2 separate regions of the Mus musculus genome follow, and region 1 is linked to region 2. The links are chromatin contacts, called in public promoter capture Hi-C maps. All regions are on one chromosome and are shown on one strand. The core of a region is the stretch at or near the end of the contact, and the rest is flanking DNA. Distances in the headings are between cores, read along the strand shown.

Evidence for each region. Promoter capture Hi-C pulls out the DNA fragments that hold promoters and counts their contacts.
Region 1: a contact with region 2 is called in a promoter capture Hi-C map of liver, with 5 times the contacts expected there. The contact joins the promoter of Rprd1b here to the promoter of Edem2 in region 2. A contact is called at or near these places in 2 of 39 promoter capture datasets (liver and pre-B cells).

Annotation. Positions count from the first base shown.
Region 1 is chr2:158,023,809-158,030,204 of GRCm38.p6, reverse strand. Rprd1b (regulation of nuclear pre-mRNA domain containing 1B) reads right to left here and starts at 1,708. Exons shown (of 7, transcript NM_001291134.1): 1 at 1,160-1,708. The coding sequence starts at 1,310. It overlaps Tti1 (TELO2 interacting protein 1), which reads left to right and starts at 1,771. Exons shown (of 8, transcript NM_029282.2): 1 at 1,771-1,831.
Region 2 is chr2:155,725,118-155,732,201 of GRCm38.p6, reverse strand. It overlaps Edem2 (ER degradation enhancer, mannosidase alpha-like 2), which reads left to right and starts at 2,727. Exons shown (of 11, transcript NM_145537.2): 1 at 2,727-2,971; 2 at 3,201-3,311; 3 at 5,528-5,567. The coding sequence starts at 2,865.

The sequences.
Region 1 (6,396 bases), core at 459-2,958, 2.3 Mb before region 2:
CAAGCAGTACAGGGCGTTCACCAGTCCTAACTCACCACTTCTATGAAAGCGTGCACTGTGCCCACAGCACACTAAAATGCTTCCTGGATTAGCCTGGCTTCTTACCAGAATCGGCTTTGTTGAGCCCTGTGTTTTCCCCATCTGTAAAATTCCTACTTCAAAAAAAAAAAACCCAAGAATTTAAAAAAACAAAACAAAACAAAAAACAAGCAAACAAAAAAAAAACAAAGAACCATCCAGTATGGTGGCACAAGTCACTAATCCCAGCATTTGGGAGGCAGAAACAGGCGGGTCTGAGTTCGAGGCCAGCCTGGTCTACATAGGGAGATCCAGACCTGTAAAGGCTAAAGGTTCTGTCCCAAAGCAAAAACAAAAGCAACCCGCATAAAGATAGCAGCACATAATAAAGCCACAATAACATAAACTACCATCATCTCCATTTTCTATATAAGGAATAAAGGACATAGAGGTTAAACTGTTGGGTTCAGTGACAGATAGACTTAACTTCCAGACAGTAGCCAGAAACAACTTGCATCCAACACCGGGCCTGGCAAGAAACAGGTAGCGCTCGGGGAATATCGTGAGAGTCTGAATTTAGTGGCAAGGGCAGAAGGCTACCCAATTTACCATCCTGTTCTCAAGTCTATGGATAGTAACTAACACGGAGTCAAGGCTTTGGAAGTACAGGTAAGTTTGTATCCGTTTTACAGATTAGAATACACCGGCACAAGGATATGAAGAAACGTTCCCAGGATCACTTAGCTAGAACACGTTTGCACCAGGTCTTAATGTGGGCAGTCTGACCAGAGACGGCTGGATCGTATTCCAATTGCCCAACACGGGGCTCCCAGCTCCAAACACAGCCACGATTTAAAACAAAAACAAAAACAACTGTCGTAAGGTGTGAGGGGGAAGCCTGATGAGGGAAGGAGCTGAGTAACTTCAAGTCTGGGCATTTGCGCCCTTGGAACTTCAGACGAATCTCCCATACCTTACCGGGCCTCAGTTTCCCTCTCCAAGTCATAAAATAACACCGTTTCCAACCTCAGACCCTCCATCAGAGCCCCAGGCCTGCAAAACAAGGCTTAAGAAGCCACAGGGCTGCGGGAGAGTGGATGAGGGAACACAGCCATGGGAGAGCCGGGGTGCGGGTGATCACCTTTGCGGAGCTCGCGGTGCCACACGGAGACGATGGGTCCTGCGTGCTTGCGGTGGTGGATGAGCCACAGGGAGAGGGTCTGCACGCTCTGCTGAGAGTTGCTCAGCTCTGAGAGCTTCTTTTCCAGCGCCGATTCTGAGAAGGAGGACATGGTGGCGGTGGTGGGGAGCAGCCCGGGCCGCCCGATGAGACGGGGAAAGCGACCGCACTCGGCCCAGGCCTCCGCTGACAGGCTGCAGGGCTCTCCGCCGACTGACAGACAGCTCGGGGTACCAGGTGGGGGGAGGGGACAGGTCTCCGCAGTAACAGCCGCCCGCGCCGCCGCCACAAGATGGCCACCCGACCTCTCACCCCGCCGCCACGGGGGTCAAAGGGCAAGGGCCACAGCCGGGCGCCGAGAGGCTTCGGAGCCGGAGGAAAACGATCCTTAGGAGGCGGCAGTATCCTTGGTCCCTGACTTCTAGCCGGCCAGGCCGAGGGAACAAATCCAGGTCCTCGAACACCGAAAATGCGCTTTAACCGCTCGCGCCCGCGCGCCGGCGCAGTGAGCCTCACCGGAACCCTTTTTCCCGCTCCGCAGAACCTTTCTGGCGCGGCGCGACGCACTACTTAGTCGTCATTTCCGCCTAGGGTGCAGGAGGCGGGAGAGTGAGGGAAAGACTGGAAGACGAGGTAAGAGTGGCGGGAGTGTAAGGGAGCCCAGCCGCTTAGGAGCGTCCAGAAACGAATCCTTAGGACACACTGAGGCAGGAAGCGCGGGAGCTGGGTGTGGGAAGGGCCGCGTCGCTTTGGTGGCTGGCCTAGGCCACACCTCCCTCCGTGCCTGGGCCCCTCTCCCCAGCGCTCCTCTAGTTCCTTTAAAGACACGAACTCTTGGCAGGGCTCCCCACTTTGGTTCCTGTTCTGACTTCCGAAGTGATACCCCTTTTCTCACCTGGTGGAACTGCGCCGTCTACTGACCTCTACTGAGTCTGGCCCCACACACACACAACTTTTTTTTTGGAGGGGTGTGATGGCTCCAAGTGCTTGCTATGCAAGAATGAGGATTTGTGTTCCCATCATTAAAAAGCCCAAGTTGGTGGGCCAGGTCTGTAACTTCAGTGTTCTGGGGCTGAGACAGGAAGATCGCCGGAGCTTGCTAGATGCCTGCTTAACTCCAGGTTCAGTGAAAGACTCAGTCTCAAAAGAATAAGCTGGAGAGTGATTGAGCGGGACACCTGACGTCCTCTGTGCGTGCACCCCCCCCCCAACACACATACCTACAACTCCCTGACGTTGTTGAACTTATTAGATGTGAGTCCCCTCCCAGCCTAAAAGACATTCCTATAGTTGATGCCTGGTTTTCTTAACTTCTCTGTCCCTAATATACATGCTTTGACCCTTCTTCACCTGGAGTGCATCATGATCATAGCTAGTGTAGTTGAGAAGTTTCTATGTGCTAGACACTTTTCAAAGCTATGAGGTAAGTGTTATCGTCTCACGGTTTAACAACTGAGGAAACAGGTTACAGAGGTGTGGTGATCACATAAGTTTCAAGCTCACAGAGCTAAGATCTGAATGAAGAGAGTGTATCTAAGTGTGTCCCAGCATCTGGAATCAAAGCTGAATTCATAGCTGATTGAATTAACGCACAAGTCAACACCTTATAATGATATAGGGAGGCAGAGGCAGGTGGTTCTCCTGAGGGTTCCAGGCCAGCTTGGTCTGTGCAGTAAATTCCAGACCAGCTTTTAAGACCCCACCTTACAAAAAAGCTCGGGCTTTTGAGACCTCATCTAAATAGTTGCTGAGTACTGAGTAACTCATGTTCTGAGTACCCTTTGTACTAAGTCTATGTATCCAGATGTTACTATTTTAAATGTCAGTCCTTAACAACAGTGCTCTGGCACGGGGATTGCTATCACCATTTGATAATGAGAACACATGAGATTCGAGTGAGTTACCTGTCCAGAGCTGCTTGGGCATAGCCAGGAAATGGCAAAACTAGAATTCAGTCAAGGCCTGACTCAGTCAAATCACCTGATCCCAAATTCCTCACATATTAGCCAAAGGTTCCTTCATTCAGTGAATAATTTCTGAGCATCTGTGTTTGAAGCACTGTTCTGGGAAAACAGACAAGCTGTCCCTGCCCTTGGGAACTTGCCTTCTAGAGAAGAGAAAAATGGACATGCAAGTATAAAATGAAACAAAAAAATGATTTTCATAAAAATCCAGGAAGCCAAGGGGGTAGGGAATGCATGGGCTTGAGAAAATGTAAGTTGGTCACATAGAAGTATGTTATATATGCCCTTCGGAGAGGATAAAGTAGCATTTGGTTGCTTGCAAGGAGCTAGAGAACAAGCCATAAGCTATCTTTCCAGATAATGAGAAAACCAACTTCACACCCTTGTTAGCAGTTTTGAGGACTTGAAAAGATGGTATACCAGAGTGATAGAAACCAGAAGGTAGTTAGACATAAAGCCAGAAGAGTATGGAGGGACCGTGTCACGTGGGCACCGGTAGGCACGAGTAAGGGTTTAGTGTTCTCTGAACGGTCAGTAGCAAGTGAGGACAGAGCACTGATTCTTACTGCACTGTTCTGTTGTGGCATTTGCACGCAGGCTTTGCTTACATAAGCAAGGCTATTATGTAGGAGACGAACATAGTACAAGAAAGACAGGAAGGCCAGGTTGTCAGCTGCTGTAATAACCCAGGTGAAAGGGTGACGCAGTCCAGGATTTTGCCGGTGGAGGAAGCAGGAAAAGGACAGAAGGTGGAGATACTTTAAAGGAAGAGATAACAGGATTTGCTGGTAGATTGGGATTAGATATGAAAGAAGGCAAGGAGCCGGGCGTGGTGGCGCACGCCTTTAATCCCAGCACTTGGGAGGCAGAGGCAGGTGGATTTCTGAGTTCAAGGCCAGCCTGGTCTACAAAGTGAGTTCCAGGACGGCCAGGGCTATACAGAGAAACAGAGAAACCCTGTCTCGAAAAAAAAAAGAAAGAAAGAAAGAAAGAAAGAAAGAAAGAAAGAAAGAAAGAAAGAAGGCAAGGGTTGGCCCCAGGAATACTGACCTAAGCAACTAGGAGAACAGAGTTTCTGTTTACTGAGGACAGACAGACAGATGGGTTTGAGCAATGAAAACAGCAGGGTGGACATGTTTGATTGAAAATGCTTATCTAGAAATAGTCACCAGTCACTGCTCAGTGTCTAGGGAATTGCTTCTAGGACACATGTACCCACCACACACACAGGTGCCACATTATGTCTAGGTTATATATAGTATAATATACTACATATATAAATGATGGGTAGACATTGTAACTACTTTTTAAGAAATAAGTAACACTAAGGAACAGACTAGATGTTCAGTACAATGTCAGTGGGTTTTTTGTTTTTGTTTCTTTTAACCAAATAATTATGGTCTGTGCTTGGTTGAATTGGTGGTTTGGGGCTCACAGGTACAGGAGGCCATCTATACAGGTATATAGGCAATTGAATTTATCAGTCTGGAGCTCAAGGGCAAGTTCTGGGCTACAGAAATTGTAGGAGTCATAAGAGAAAAGGTGCAGAGAGAGGCTGAGGCTCAGGACATGTCACAGTTGAAAGGTCGATTTTTATTTATTCTTATAAATATGAGTACACTGTAGCTGTCTTCAGACACACCCCAGAAGAGGGCATCATATCTCATTACAGATGGTTGTAAGCCACCATGTGGTTGCTGGGAATTGAACTCATGACTTCTGAAAGAACAGACAGTGATCTTAACCGCTGAGCCATCTCTCCAGCACCAATCTGTCACTTTTTATGCACTGCTAAAGTGTATGCCGTTATTTAGTTTAGGACTTGGGTGTCTGTAGACGTGAAGGAAATTAGTCTTTAGGTTTTTGTTGTTGCTCTTTATTAATTACTTGTGTTATTAATTACACTGTATGCCTAGCACTCCTATGAATATCAGAGGGCAACTTGCAGAAGTTGGTTTTCCCCTTCCCACCATGTGGTCCTGGGGATGGAAGTCAGGTTGTCAGGCTTGGTAGTAAGCACCTCTACCCACTGAGCCATTTCTTCAGCAACCCTCCCCCCTTAAGCATCTTAAAGTGTTTTTGTTTATGTTTGTTTACTTTGTGTGTGCATGGGTGTATGTGTGTACATGTGCATGTGTGCATGCCCATGTTGAGGTCAGAAGTCAACTTTTCAGAGGTAGGCCTGTCTCTGCTTCCTAAGTGCCGGGATTAAAATTTTATGCCACCAAGCCTGACTCTGACCTTAGTGTTTAGCTTTGGTACTGTTTTGTGCTGTTTTTGGTTTGGGTATCGGCATCCTACTGACTTTAAAAAAAATGGCAGGTGTTTCTTTGTCATCTCCTTCTATATCGTGCAGAATTTGTATTCGTTCATCTCTAAAGGTTGGCTAGAATTTGCCAGTGAATTGTTTTTCTCTTTTTTATGAGGTTTTTAAGTAACAAACTTGTATTCCACAAAAGTTTCAGTTGTGGGGCACTGAGCGAATGTGCACTTTGGCATTTAGAGGTATGGCTTTGGGGAAGCAACTGGGATTATTAACAATTAAGGGTGTTAAAGTGGAGCTCCCTTGATTGAAGTAGCTTTATGATAAGGAGAATACCAAACAAGTGTACACATGCACTCTCTGGCTCTTGTGTGATCTCCTGTGCCACTTAGGGACTCTGCTAGCCAGAAGACCGTCATTACCTAGCACATCCCCTAGACCTTACACCTCCAGACACTCAGATTCAAACTGCCTCTGTGTTTGTTTCTGTTTGTCACCGCTGAATCCTTACCCACCTAGCTTCGAGGACCCTCATTCCAGGGACCCCCATCTCCGACTGGGGTGGTCCTTGGCACAGAGCTAGGTAGTCTGCCTGGGAATGTGCTTTAGCTGTATAGCCTTTTATTGGCAACTGAAATTTAGGTGTCTTTTGAACAGCATGAATTGTTAATCTTCTGTAACCGCAGACTTGCTGTATTCTAAAACAAATTATTTATAAATGCAATTTTTAATCTTTGTGTATGGTGTATGTGTAGTATGCACATGTTCATGTGTGTGTGTGTGTGTGTGAATTTGGGTGCCAGGTACCACAGTGTCCATGTGGAGGTCAGAGGACAATCTCAAGTGACAGTTTTTGTTTTCCACCTTGATTGAAGTGGGAGTCATTTTGTGGTTTGCAGCCAAATCTATTAGTTGTTTACCGGTGTATATGGACCGGGCTAGGTGGTCCCAGAGTTTCCAGGGATTCTCCT
Region 2 (7,084 bases), core at 1,478-3,977:
GAGACCTTGAAGGTCTCATCAAGGATCTTGAGATGGGAGATTATCCAAGATTTTCAAGATGGGTTCTAAATAAATATAATAAAAAGGTTTTATGAGAGAGAAGCAGAGGGAGATATAATAAAAGAGGACAGAGACAGAAAGAGGGACATGCAGACGGAACCACAGACTGGAATGACACAGTTCTAAGCTGAGGGATTCAAACTGTCAGGAGAGTCTGGACAGGGAAGAAGCAGTGTGCTGGATTGTTTTAGGCGACTTGACACAAGCTGTAGTCATCAGACAGGAGGGATCCTCAGCTGAAAAAAATGCTCTGTAGGCAAGGCTGTAGGACATTTTCTTAATTAGTGATTGATGGGGAAAGTCCCAGCTCATTGTAGATGGTGTCGTCCCTGGGCTGGTGGTCCTGGCTCCTACCAGAAAGCAGGTTGAGCAAGCCATGAGAAGCAAGCCGGTAAGCAGCACTCCTCCGTGGCCTCTGCATCAGCTGCTGCCTCTAGGCTCCTGTCTTGACTTCCCTCAGTGAACTGTGATTAGGAGATATAAGCCAAATAAGACTTTTCCTGCCCAAGTTGCTTTTAATCGTGGTATCTGGTCACAGCCGTAGAAACCCTGATTAAGACAAGCAGGCTCTCCTCTTAAGCATTAGGAAGGAGGGGAGGGAAACTTTTTCAAAATGTTGGTTTAGGATCAGTGAAACTAGCTTCTGAATTCCAGAAATGGGAGAATAAATTTCTCTTGCTTTAAGCTTCCATGTTGGTGATAATTTGTTCTAGTAGCTTGGGAAACCTATACAGTCTCCCTGTGTTATTATCCAGGTCTTAGTTTCTTTTGGTTTCCCTTCTATCTGGCCCCTCTAAGAAGTATTTAAAAAATATTCTCCTAGTGACTCAGTATTTGCTATGCCATTATTATAGGCATTTTATATGGTTCACTGAATCCTCTAACCCTATTAAGCAGGTATTAATATTCTTCATAATTTATAAATGAGAAAAAAAGGTGAGGCCACACTCCTAATAATACTGCCCCAATTTAACACTGACACATTGACCCTTGACCCATCTATACTAAAACCTTTTTATTGAATTTAGGACCCACTTTGGGTTAGATATGGAGTTTAATTTGTTTATCAACTGATGGCACTTTGGGACACTTAATGAGGGATATTTTCAAGAATGCTGGATTGGGATTGGAGAGATGGATCAATGGTTAAGAGTACTAACTACTCTTCTAGAGCACCTGGGTTGAGTCTTAGCACCACATGGAAGCTCACAATACCTATAATTCTAGACCCAGAGGACTCTACACCCTTTTCTGGCCTCAGAGGTGACCTGGCATGCACAAAATTATGTACAAAATCCTCATGTACATAAATAAATAATATTATTGTGTGCTCCAAACTTGCTTATAACTCTTCACCTATGCTTATGTAAGCAGCCCTAATTAAACCTAATCTACCCCAATCACAACCACAAAAAATGACAGTAGGAGGGGTTTGGGAGGAAAAAGGAGGAGAGAAGAATGGTGAAGGTAATGGGGGAGGGGCGGTGACCAGAACATATTCATACATATATGAAATTGTCAAAGAACAAGAATTAACAAACAAACAAACAAACAAACAAACAACTGGGCCAAAGAAGGCAGAGTCTGCCTGCACTTTGCTCAATAAATGGAGCAGCCATTTCCCTCTGAATTTTTCAGCAAAGAAGAGTTGGGCAATGCTAGAATTAAAGAAAAGTTCAAATTAAAAGGATCTCAAATATCAGTTTAGACAAACCCTTTCATAAATGTGGGTGCTGTGCCTGGAGGATGAGAGGGACTCCTTTAAGGTTATATAGGTTATGTGTGAATGGTAGAGTCGTAATGAACCCCAATCGAACTTCAAATCTAGGGTTGTCTACAGCTCATTCCACTGACCAAAGAGAAGGGGGTTGCTGTAGATAGCGCACTAACAGAGTCTAGGACCTAGCAAGAGAGTGGGGAAACTGGCCCAGATGTTCTTTTTATTTTGTTTTATTTTGTTTTTTCGAGACAGGGTTTCTCTGTGTAGTCCTGGCTGTCCTGGAACTGACTTTGTAGACCAGGCTGACCTCGAACTCAGAAATGTGCCTGCCTCTGCCTCCCAAGTGCTGGGATTAAAGGCGTGCACCACCACCGCCCGGCCGGCCCAGATGTTCTTAAAGGAAGAATGCTGGGTCTTCATTCTCACCAGGGATGGCAGCCACTGAGATGGTCCAGGTAAAGTCCTGGGTTGATTTAGAGACTGAAGGGACCGTGATTTCATGGCACCCTAAAGTGAAAGACCGTCATAAATGTATGAATTCCTAGAACAAAAGGGATTTCTGGAAACCTTAAGGCTTTGGGAAAATAATTCTAGAGTTTACTTACACAATGGTTTGTCAAACCCTGTGTCTATTATAGTCAAAGCCGAACATTTTTCATCCATATTTACATAGGCATCTGCTCAAATCTTGAGTACCTGCTAGCCCCTCCTTTAAAAGGTATTTGGAAAAAAAACAAAAATTAACTAGATGGCGCCTGTAAAGTGCTCCTAACACTTTAATTCACCGAAGGTGCTCAACAAACAGAAACTGGGATTGTGAAAACATTATTAACAGCAGCCACAGCAACCACTGTCTTTAAGACACGTTGAACTCCTCTCTGTAGACCAGAAATCCCGAGATGCTCTTTTGCCAGGGCTCCACCGCCCATTGCATCCTGGGCTTTGTAGTCAGGAAGTGAGAGGCTTCTTGCCCAACGCGCAGGCGTCGTGGTGCGTATCCCCGGAAGAACCAGCCGCGGCTCGGAGGATGAGCTGGTGGCGGTGGCTGCAGCTGCTGCGGCGGCACTGACAGGACACGAGCTCTATGCCTTTCCGGCTACTCATCCCGCTCGGCCTCGTGTGCGTGCTGCTACCCCTGCACCATGGTGCGCCAGGCCCCGACGGCACCGCGCCCGACCCCGCCCACTACAGGTGAAGGGGGCCAGGCTCCCGCTCTCTACGGCTGGGGAGTGGCAAGCGCCCACCGGGTCCCTTCCCTTCCCTCCACCCCAGGACCCCCACCCTGACGTGCTCTGGTCCCGCTGCTGGGCCCTCGGCAGAAATCATTTTGTGGTTCCCATTCTCCGTCCTGTGTCTGGTCCTTTCTCCCGCCTGGTTTTGTGTTCTGGCCCCCTACCTTATTTCTCATCCCTCGAACCAGGGAGCGAGTCAAGGCCATGTTCTACCACGCCTACGACAGTTACCTGGAAAATGCCTTTCCCTACGATGAGCTGAGACCTCTCACCTGTGATGGGCACGACACCTGGGGCAGGTAGAGCCAGCTTGAGGGCCAAGGGGGTTGGCCGGGATCATAGGAGGGCTGGTGGCTTCATGGTCTCACTGATTGTGGAAAGTTTCCGACCTGGGCTGATTCAACCCCGTCCCCTCAGTCCAAACCAGCGCTGTCAGAACTACACAGCTTTTCACAGTACAAAAAAGTCTTGGCTTAACTTGGCAGGCTAGCCCTCTGGACTCACCTCAGCCGAACAGGCAACCACGTATGAGGACTTGGGGACATTTCTGGAGTCACAAAATATTTTGAAAAAACTCCCGGGAGTCAGGAAACTCAACTCCTTCATTTTATAGGTGGGCGCACAGGCCCAGGAGGAACGTTATTCTCCCCACAGTTAAGACCCTTTGTAGTTGGTGTACTCTTTATGACTGAAAAATATTTCCCGTCTAGCTTCATACCAACTCCTCTCACCGCCATACATACAAGTCACCTGATTCATTTTCGTTTAGTAATTCTGTGTTACCATATCATCTTTTCATTTTCACTGGAATAAAGAACCCAGTCGAGCAAAGAATCATTGCATTAGCCAAAACTGACACTAGGGCTGTAATCCTGAGTTGGTTTTTGTTTTGTTTTGTTTTGCTTCGTTTTTATAGAATGATTTATTGATTTAGTGCGCACTGGCTGTTTGCCTGTATCTATAACCATGTGAGGGTGTCAGGTTCCCTGGAACTTGAACTACAGACAGTGTGAGGTGCCCTGTGGGTATGAGATGATCAACCAGTGCTCTCAACCACTGAGCCATCTCTCCAGTTGCTGAGGTCTTTTATTTCTTGCTTGCTTGCTTGTTTGAGATAGGTCTCACATAGCTCAGGCTGGCCTCAGACTTACCACATCGCCAACAATGACCATGAACTTGGGGTGCTCCTGCCTCTCCTTCCCAGGTGCTGGATTGCAGGTGCTCCCTCTCACCCCTGCCTCATTATCCTCGTACTACAAATATTTATACGTGATAGCATGCTCTCTGATGCCAGGGGCTAGGCAAGTAAGCTAGGAACGTGTGCCAATTTTTATTTCTTAGTTGGAACAGAAAGCAAGTGCAAACACATGGCTCACTGAGCAGGATAGAGTCATGCTTGCTGAGTATCTCATTCCTTAGGTCTACAACCTGTGTATGTCCTGTAGATCATTGTAGAATGTTCTCAGTTTATACAATTACACAGGTGTGCATATACGTGTTATGTGTTTATTGAGACAGGATCTTGCTATATGGCCCAGACTAGTTTTAAACTCTCAGGCCTTCTGAATCCCTATCATCCCCCCACCCCCCGTGCTGGGACTGCAGGCATATCTCACACCTGGCTACTGTGTATCTTTGTAAAAAAAAAATCACCTTATTAAAGGTATAATTGCCATGTAATAAAGTACCCCCTTTAAAATGTATAGTAATCACCATCACAACTAGCAGATAGAAGAATACTTCTTTAACCTAAAAAAAAGTGCGCCTTATGTATTATCCCTCTGTGGTTACTGGCCCTAACAGCAGCACATTTGCTTTCTGTCAGTATGGCTTTTTAAATTTTATTAGTAGTATATGTGTTTGCTTTGCATGAATTTAGGCACACCATATGTGTGCAGGAGCCTGTGGGGGCTCCTGGCTAGAGTCCCTGGAACTGAAGTTGCTAGCAGCTGTGAACCCCCACATTGCTGCTGGGAACTAAACTCAGGTCCTCTCCAAGAGCAGTAAGGGCTCTCAAGCCCTGAGCTGTCTGTCCAGCCCCCTCCCAGCACTGTGAAATGCAGATGAAAACATGCTGTGTGGCTTACTTCATACACCGTGTTTTCCACTGAACAGCATGATCATCTTGTTAGTACACAGAACTCCCGATAACCTTAATAATGTCATACATTTGTACTTGTTTGTATCCGTTTGTCTGTCACTCTTCAACTTGTGAGCAACTGGTAGTTTCTAGTCTTTTGATGTCATACGTAACACATTCCCCAACTCTTACCACGCCGTAATTCCGTGCTGCCTCTCTATAGTAGGGAAGAATGCCAGGAGACATAGGTGACCTGTTAATTACAGTACTGCTGCACCAGGCAGTCAAGGGACTCGGAGTTTCCCTCTGATTCCTCTGTTATAACTGTAAGTGGGATGGATAGGGACATGGCTATGCCTCGCTTAGATCTGGGCAGTTGTGAATCTGGTGTTTGATGTTCTTATGAAGCAGCGGGACTTTTTTGTCTTTTCACAGTTTTTCTCTGACGCTAATTGATGCCCTGGACACCTTGCTGGTAAGTATCCCATCTGTTTGTTTCCCACTCTGTCATTGCCCAACCGACATCCTTCCTCTTTTAATAGCTTGTCTGTGGGTGCAAAGTAAATTCCTCCCCTAGGCCTTTCATCTCATGATTCTGAGCCACCAGACTCTGGTTACCCAACTGCATAGGAGGGAATGCCAAGTTCCAAGAGAAACCAACTCGCACAGGTTCATTTGTTCGTTGAGCAAATATTTGCAGGGGGCCTGTGGTAGACATGCATAGCTCAGTGAGAGACAGAGGGACATTGACACCGTCCTTTTCAAAAGCTTATTATATTCTAGTTAGCCACGTGCAGTGACAAAAAGAGAATAACAAAGCCAACCACTCTGTCACATACATGGCTTGTACGAAGTCCTTTACAGGTTATACTAGTCACTTTCTATCATCGCGGCGACCACACGAGAGAGAGAGAGAGAGAGAGAGAGAGAGAGAGAGAGAGAGAGAGAGAGAGAGAGAGAGAGAACATCTTAAAAGGAGGAAGAATGTATTTTGGCTCACAGTCCCAGAGGCCTCATACACGGTGGCCTACCCCATGTGCTTGGGCAATAATGTGGCAGAGAGATGATGCTTTGTCTCATGGTTGATAGGAGTCAGAGATCAGGAGACAGGAATGGGCCAAGGACAAGGTACCCACCCCAAGTTGTGCCTCCCACCCCCAACTTACTTCCTCCACTTGATAAGGTTTCCATAACCTGTGCTGCCTCCTGGGAACCTAGGCTTCGCGCAGCTTGTCATGATTGCTTCTTACTCAAATTGCAACACATGCATTGTGCTATTTAGTCCCTTCCCATAGTCTCCTGGCTTTATTAGTTCATTCTTTTATTCCTTTTTACAGCTGAGGAAATAGGATTCTTAGGAATGCAATGCTGAGAAAGGTAAAAACAGAACTCGGACCTAAACTTAACTTTATGTGACACCAATCCTTGATTGCCTTCTGCCCTGCTTACTCCCTTCCAGGGTTTTGTTGTTTAGCCAGGAAGACCTCAAACTTGGTAATCCTCTTGCCTCAGCCTCCCAAGTGCTGAGATTATAAAGATTTACCAGTATGCCTGGCCACTTCTCATTTTTATACATCTATAGTATTTATATGACTATGAACACTACGTAGATATGGTTTGGCTTATACTTTTTGTTTAATGTTAATTTGTATGTTTCTATCTATCTATCAATCTATCAAATATTTATTGAGGACAGCTATGTACCAAGCATGGTGCTAAACTTTGAAGTCAAAATGGTAGGTTCAAACAGAAATGATCTACACTTACCTGGAGTTTGAGATGTTAGCACCAGGATCAAAAAATAGCAATAAAAGATGATAACCACATATTGAGGCCAAAGCTTTGTATTGCAAAGGCCCAAACACAAAATGATCTGGTGTGTGCCTTTAGCTCTGGCACTCAGAAAGAAGAAGCAGAGGCAGGCTGATCTCTGAGGTCAAGGAGTGACCTGTGGAGTGAGTTCCAGGACAGCTAGAGCTATATAAAAGAAAC